Regions from separate parts of the Triticum aestivum genome. Here region 1 is linked to region 2. Evidence: chromatin contacts called from public Hi-C data. All regions are on one chromosome and are shown on one strand. The core of a region is the stretch at or near the end of the contact, and the rest is flanking DNA. Distances in the headings are between cores, read along the strand shown. Region 1 holds the start of LOC123122480. Region 2 holds the start of LOC123122458 (G patch domain-containing protein 11).

The links. Hi-C and Micro-C count contacts between places; a contact is called where the count stands out from the background.
Region 1: a Hi-C map of leaf shows a contact between it and region 2, with 5 times the contacts expected there. The contact joins the promoter of LOC123122480 here to the promoter of LOC123122458 in region 2. A contact is called at or near these places in 3 of 5 Hi-C or Micro-C datasets (all in leaf).

The regions. Positions count from the first base shown.
Region 1 is chr1B:336,202,411-336,205,776 of IWGSC CS RefSeq v2.1, forward strand. It overlaps LOC123122480, which reads right to left and starts at 1,849. Exons shown (of 1, transcript XM_044542683.1): 1 at 931-1,849. The coding sequence starts at 1,789. The coding sequence ends at 1,112.
Region 2 is chr1B:335,734,829-335,738,368 of IWGSC CS RefSeq v2.1, forward strand. LOC123122458 (G patch domain-containing protein 11) reads right to left here and starts at 1,357. Exons shown (of 4, transcript XM_044542666.1): 1 at 1,099-1,357; 2 at 917-970; 3 at 196-318. The coding sequence starts at 1,134. LOC123122448 (ubiquitin-40S ribosomal protein S27a-2) reads left to right here and starts at 1,411. Exons shown (of 1, transcript XM_044542653.1): 1 at 1,411-2,142. The coding sequence starts at 1,505. The coding sequence ends at 1,993.

The DNA.
Region 1 (3,366 bases), core at 599-3,098, 470 kb after region 2:
GAATGGAAATCTTTGGCTGATTCCTCGGGACTTTGCGTCTGCTGCTTGCCTTCCTTGCACCAAAGAGGAAACTGGTACTCTGTGCCCGCTGGCGCCCGCCTGGCCTTGATCGTCATGGCTCACGTCAACTGAGCCTCGTGAGGTGCACCTTGCATATAAGTCTCCGCTTCTCGGAAGCCATCCTGAGGAGGCCGGACCCCTTGGAGGTCTTAGCGTCGTCCGCCTCGCGAGGCTTGGCCCCTCCCGAAGGTCTTGAGTTGTCGATGCTGAAGCTGGGTCGTATCAGGCCGTTGATGGAGCCACGCAGTGGGCCGCAGGCAGGCAAGTCTGGATACCCCGTATCCAGAACGCCGACAACTTCCAACGCCAGGCTCAGTGAGTGCATCACGAGAGATTTCACGCTCGGAAACCAGGTGTATATCTCGTGGCACTTGGCCAGCAAAAGCTCATCCCCGGCGCAAAACAAATCCATCGCCCTCTTCCAGCTTCGACCTACTTGCCATCAATCAAACACCAATTGCAAATCAAAGAATCAAAAACGAATTCGATTATTGGAATCAAATTCACCACAAAACAATCTAAAATGGGCTACATCCAACAAAACCTAATTTCCAGGGTTTTCTATTTCAAAACTAGCTGCCACTACATATCATGAATTTGTATCCAACACTAGTACAATCAGAGTTGATCCAGTTTGTGGGCCATAACATGCTGCATGTCTTCACTGTCTAGTTCTACAAATATAGGACAAAAAATCGTGGTACGCAGAGCGGTTTTGAATCCACCCATCCAAGCATGTTGTGCGCAAACAGCTTTAAAACTTTCCAAGTCCAAACAACCTTTTGTTTTTTCTAGAAAACCGATTACAACACGCACACTCACACCACCGCACAAACGCACTCACGTATCGCCAACTTAAGACCAGTAACATGTAACTCAAAGTCGATTTCGAATTAGTGAAATCGTTTATTTATCTTTCACTATAGAGCGTAAGGTACATGTTCTGTTGATCATTTCAGTATATATAGTGTGTTATGCCATCACACACGTCTTATTCGAAGTAGTGCGTTATGCCATCACACCGTGAATGACCCATCAACTTATCGTGCGTTCAGCCTCTAAACTTGGCTTTGTAGTCCTTCCACAGCTGCTGCACGTTCTTCCCGAGAATCTGCGCGAAGAAGTCGTCGGTGTACCCACTCTTCATCTTGGCGTTGAGCTGCGCGACGAACCCGGGCTTGAGCGAGTCGCAGTAGTCGAGGAACCTCGCCGTGACGTCGTACCCCTGATCCCACCGGTCGCCCTGCCCCGGCTTCACCCAGTGCCCCGGCGCGAACCCGGCCTTGAGCCGCACGTAGTCGGCGATGCCCTCGATGAGCCCGCCGTTCGCCCTGCCCTGCCCGTTCCACTGCCACACGTGCGTCGCCTCGTGGTACAGCACGCCGGTCACCTCCTTCTTGACGTCGCCGGAGATGCCGCCGACGTACTGGGCGCTGAGGTGGATGCCGTTGGCGCTGGTGAAGGCGACGCCGCTGATGTCCTCGACGACGAGGGTGACGGCATCCACAGGCTTGCGGTCGCCGACGCCGCGCTGGTTGAAGGTTTTCCAGATGAAGGCGGAGGCGTCGGAGAGGACCTTCTTGGAGTATGGGAGGCCGACGGCCTGCTCAAACCGCCGGCCGCCGGAGGTGCCCGACGCCTTGTTCGACGCGTCGAACGTCACGGCCTGGGCCGTCGCGGCCAAGGCCACCAGGAGGAAGGAGGCGACTGTGGCTACCTGAAGCTTCATTTTGTAGCGGGTGTTGCAGGCTTGCAGGCCTGTGTCGCTGAGCTAGTGGTGTGGATGTGATTTGCTGCCTGTGCTATGGGATTATATATAGGGTGTCGATGCCTGATGGTAGTGAAAGCTCAGTCAAAAGAATTGACTTGACTTCGTCTCCTTTTTTTCTTCGACCATGGACCGTAGAACAATCCTTCTACTGTTTATTTTTATAAAATAAAGAAATGTATAAAAAATGTGATGCAAGAAAGTTCGGAGGATCACGTTGTCTTCAAATGAAAAAGTCGCACATACTTGTCCGTTTGTCTCCTGATTTCTTCAAGCACGAATGCACTACAAGCCTTATCTGCACTACAAGCCATATTATCTTTGTTTATCCATTAGATCACGGAAAAGTATCCTTTTAGACCGGCTGATTTCTCGCCGCGCAAGCCGCCTCTGTTGCGTGACACGTGCACCCGTGGGGCTTGCCCACCGCTCTTCTCCCTGCCTTATCCTAACTTTAGGCTATCTCTGGTTCGTAGGATATGAATTGCATAGGAATAGAAAAAGTATAGAAAATATGGTGCATGTATCTTGAATCCTATGAGTGCTGAGATCATAGAAAATGAAATGTCATTTGATTTACAGGATAGGAACACACATAAAAAACATAAAGAAATACTTTTTCAAAGTTTGAAGCAACTAGCCGTTAGTAAAATCTGTACTGTTACTTTTTCAGGTTTGGAGTAACCAGACATATAATGGGACTAGTGAGATGATAAAATATGTACTGTTACTTGTTACTTCCTCTGTCTCAAAATAAGTGATTCAATATTGAACAAACTTTATAGTAAATTTAATACAATGTTTTGTATTTATTTGAGGACGGAGGGGGTACTTTATGATGAAGTAGAGGTAATATAAACAGTGGGTAGAAAATTCACCTTTGACTCTGAGACAAAAATAAAGTGTGCAAGAAAGGTGAACATTCTTCCATAAGAAAAAGAGTTTGAATCTATCCAATTTTTTGTACTTCTGAGTGAGCATCGATGGCTTCATTTACCATCTTTACCTTAGTACAATCACATTTTCAAAAAAGTGGAAGGAAGGGACTAAGGGCCTGTTCTGAACCTCTCCGGGCTTCTCAAACTCCACAAAACCAGCTTTTGGAGCTTGCTTCCAACTTCACCCGGCGATTCCATTCGTTCGGCAGTGTTCATAGATTCTCTCCACGATTTGGCCCAGCTGGGAGTCTATTGGCCTGTTGGGTGCCGGTTTTGGCCGGATGAAGGAAGCCCACCTTGCATCGTTGTGTGGAGGAGGGCTGGCCACATGCGCTCGCACAAGATACTAGCGAGGCGAGCATCCCACGCATGGCTGGGAGCTGTTTCGTGAATCGTTTTTTGTACTTCGCGGTGGTAATCTCTTGTAATTACTAGGAACTCCTTGCTTCTTCGTTTTGTGAAGCTCGGCTTTAGCAGCTTCAGCAATTTGCACTACAGGCTTGTACCGCTTCGTGAAGCTGACTCCACGAAGCTCAAACGTTTTGTCCGGCTCCACGCCTAGAGTTGGAAAAGCGTGGAGTGGGAGGACTTCATAACAGG
Region 2 (3,540 bases), core at 107-2,606:
TATAGCTACATACGGATTGAAATGAGTGAATAAACACATTAAAACATGTCTATATACATCAGATTCATGAAAAAGTTAGAGCATCTTGTAATAGTGAACGGAGGTAGTAGTAAACAAATTTTGTGAAATCGGCGGAACCTATGAACTACAACAAAACAGTTCTTGGAATCAAGTCAACAAGAATGCTTTGCTCACCTTGGGTCTTTTACTAGGAGCTGTTTCAACATCATCCTCGACCTTTGGCTTTGGCTTTGGTTCTTTGGAACCTAAACCGCGTTTGTTGTTCTTGACACGAGTTTCTACTGGTTCCAACCGCCCCTGTTTCATGACAGTTTGGCAAAGTGAGTACACAAACAGAAATAATACAGGAGTAACTAGGCAATTATAAGCAACAAGCCAGCTTCTACCAAGTGTGTAATCACGATTTGTTATATACAGCAGACGGCCAACCACGCATTTGTTGTTTTAAAACCCATGGATGTGTTCAGTTAGACACATACTCCTGAGCTTGTGAACTGAACCAAGATTATACAAGAAGCAAAGGTAAGTTGTTTATAGTTAACAAATTCAAGCATTTAACTGTATTTGTCCGATTGTGATCATTACCCAGAAACCAAACTAATTTCAGCACGCCCTTTATCATTTTGTTAAGTCCACAATATGAGACAATTTGATACGCAATGATCTCAAAGATAAGCAATAAGACACAACACTGGAGAAACACAGAACAATTTGATTCACAATGGATCATATAATCTAGTACCAAGAATAGAAAAACAAGGAGAACTAAGCCTCGCGTTGGGAGTACGATGCTACAACTAACACAATTATCCCTAAAATCAACATACGGATTGGGTGAAAATGGACAGATGAGATCTTGATCGGGGAGAAGAGAAAAGAGAACAGAGACACGGACCTGCTCCTGCGCACCGAGGCCGGTGCCCTCCTTCCACCCGGATTTCTTCAGCAGCTGCAGCAACCCAAGAACACACGACCATCAGGCTCACGCAGGGCAACAAAGCATCAAACCCTAATCCTCCGCGAGGGGAGGGAGGGAAGGATGGATGGGCAGCAGAAGAAACCAAGCGAGGGACGGACCTGGAAGCCGATGTTAGAGGAGCCGATGGACGACATCGTCTCTCTCACCGGGCGAACGCGGCGCCCCTCTGCCTCCGCTCGCCGCGCGCTTCACCGGCTCTCTCTCCTCTCCCCGTTTCAGGCGTCGCGTGCGCCGCTTTGGTTTTACTTCTCTGGTCTGGTCTCCGTCTCACGGGTCCTTGCCGTGTCCGGCTCGTTCACGAGTCGGTTCAGACCCGCTCGATCACAGGCGTCCGTCGCGTATCGGACGGCCTATCAAACGAACCAGGCTTACATATAACCCCATCTCCACCCCCCATGGGCCGCGACGTTGCCCGACCAACCAAAGCTCCCAATCCACGCCGCCGCCGCCGCCGCTGCCGACGAAACAGGTCATAATTCTCGGCGACCGGCGAACGAGGGCAAGATGCAGATCTTCGTGAAGACGCTGACGGGGAAGACGATCACGCTGGAGGTGGAGTCGTCGGACACGATCGACAACGTCAAGGCCAAGATCCAGGACAAGGAGGGGATCCCGCCGGACCAGCAGCGGCTCATCTTCGCCGGGAAGCAGCTGGAGGACGGGCGCACGCTGGCCGACTACAACATCCAGAAGGAGTCGACGCTGCACCTGGTCCTCCGCCTGCGCGGCGGCGCCAAGAAGCGCAAGAAGAAGACCTACTCGACGCCCAAGAAGGTCAAGCACGAGCGCGAGAAGACCCCGCTCGCCGTGCTCGGCTACTACAGGGTGGACGACGCCACGGGCAAGGTGGAGAGGCTGCGCAAGGAGTGCCCCAACCCGGACTGCGGCGCCGGCACCTTCATGGCGGCGCACGCCGACCGCCACGCCTGCGGCAAGTGCGGCCTCACCTACGCCTACGCAGAGGCCCAGAGCCCAGAGATCGACAGTGATTGATCAGGTGGTCTGATTCGATGACGGAGTTGATTAGCGCCATGAATTCCGTGTACGTCTGGTAATGATTTTTTCAATGGATATTTGTGGTTAGAACAATTATTCTGGATATTTTTCTCAATTAGTCATCAGTAAGCATGTTTTGGTCTGAATTGGAATGTGCTTTGGCATGCATCGTGACTTGATTGGCGACACTTGTGATCGGAGGGAGTAGTAGGCAGTATCCCTTCATCATATCAGATGCTTTGTTTGTGTTTTGAAGTCAATGGAAACTTCTATTGATTGGGAGTTACGGAGTACAATTTATATGGACTGGAGAGACGCGACGATCCGAGAGGATGCGTCAGTTTCAGGGGATACGAGAGAGAGAGACCTCCGTTGCGCGAGGAACCACAATGACGGTTGGGCAAGGGAAGATTCCCCACTAATTACATGTGCTAATTAATCACAACACTTCCTCTAATCTACGCTCTACCATGTAGAATCTTCTCATAATTGTCCAGGCGTTGTCATCATCTCAATAGAATTCTTCTCCAAAAGCTCTTCATTAAAATCATTGATAAGAACCTCAAACATAAACTCACAAAGAGAGATAGCGTAATGTGATGTTTAAACAATGATTTTTCACATGATTTAACTTGCAAATGTTTATTTCCCCGTTTTTCTGAAGATCATGGGAAAAAACCACTTAGGAGAAATATGTGAGTGATATTACTCTTGTTGAATCCTGTTTGCATCTGTGATAATGGTAGGTGATTTTATCGATCATTCTGCGAAGCCACACACATTTGCATGTTATTTCAAATAATGAAATTATTTCAGAATGATTGGTAGATGTTGCCACCAAAGTCTGTTTTGAAGACTTCCATGACATAACAGTACCACCATGTAGGAACACAAAGCCGACAAAGCCGGCTTGTGATCTGGCATTACGGGGATAAGATAAATAGCCAGCATCTACGAATCCAATCATATCAGAGTCCGATTTCTCTGGAACTGGAAAAATAGGCCAAGATCCTTTGTGCCCTGGAGATATTGAAAGATATTCTTCACTCCAGACCAATGGCGTTTGGTGGGAGCTGCGTTGTGTTTAGTAAGTAGATTCACTGCAAATGCAATATCAGGTCTTGTGCAATTTGCAAGATACATAAGCGCTCCAACAGCACCGAGGTATGGAACTTCAGGTCCCAACGCCTCTTCTCCATCATCCCTTGGCCTCGCCCCAACAACACCGAGGTATGGAACTTCAGGTCCCAACGCCTCTTCTCCATCATCCCTTGGCCTGAATGAATCTTTCTCTACATCTAGAGAATGAACCACCATAGGAGCTTTAGATGGGTAGGATTTGTCCATATTGAATTTCTCCAGTATTTTTTGGATAAAGGCAGCTTGGGGCGTGTTCAGAAACGGCCCAGCTCCTCCGAATCCTTAACTCCCACTCCTCCTCCCCCAAATGCTGCTCCTGCTAAAAAATAGCGCCAGAAAAAACTGTTCGGGAGGCAGCTCCGCTCCCGATTCACGAGGAGAGACAGAAGCGACCGAGTCGGACG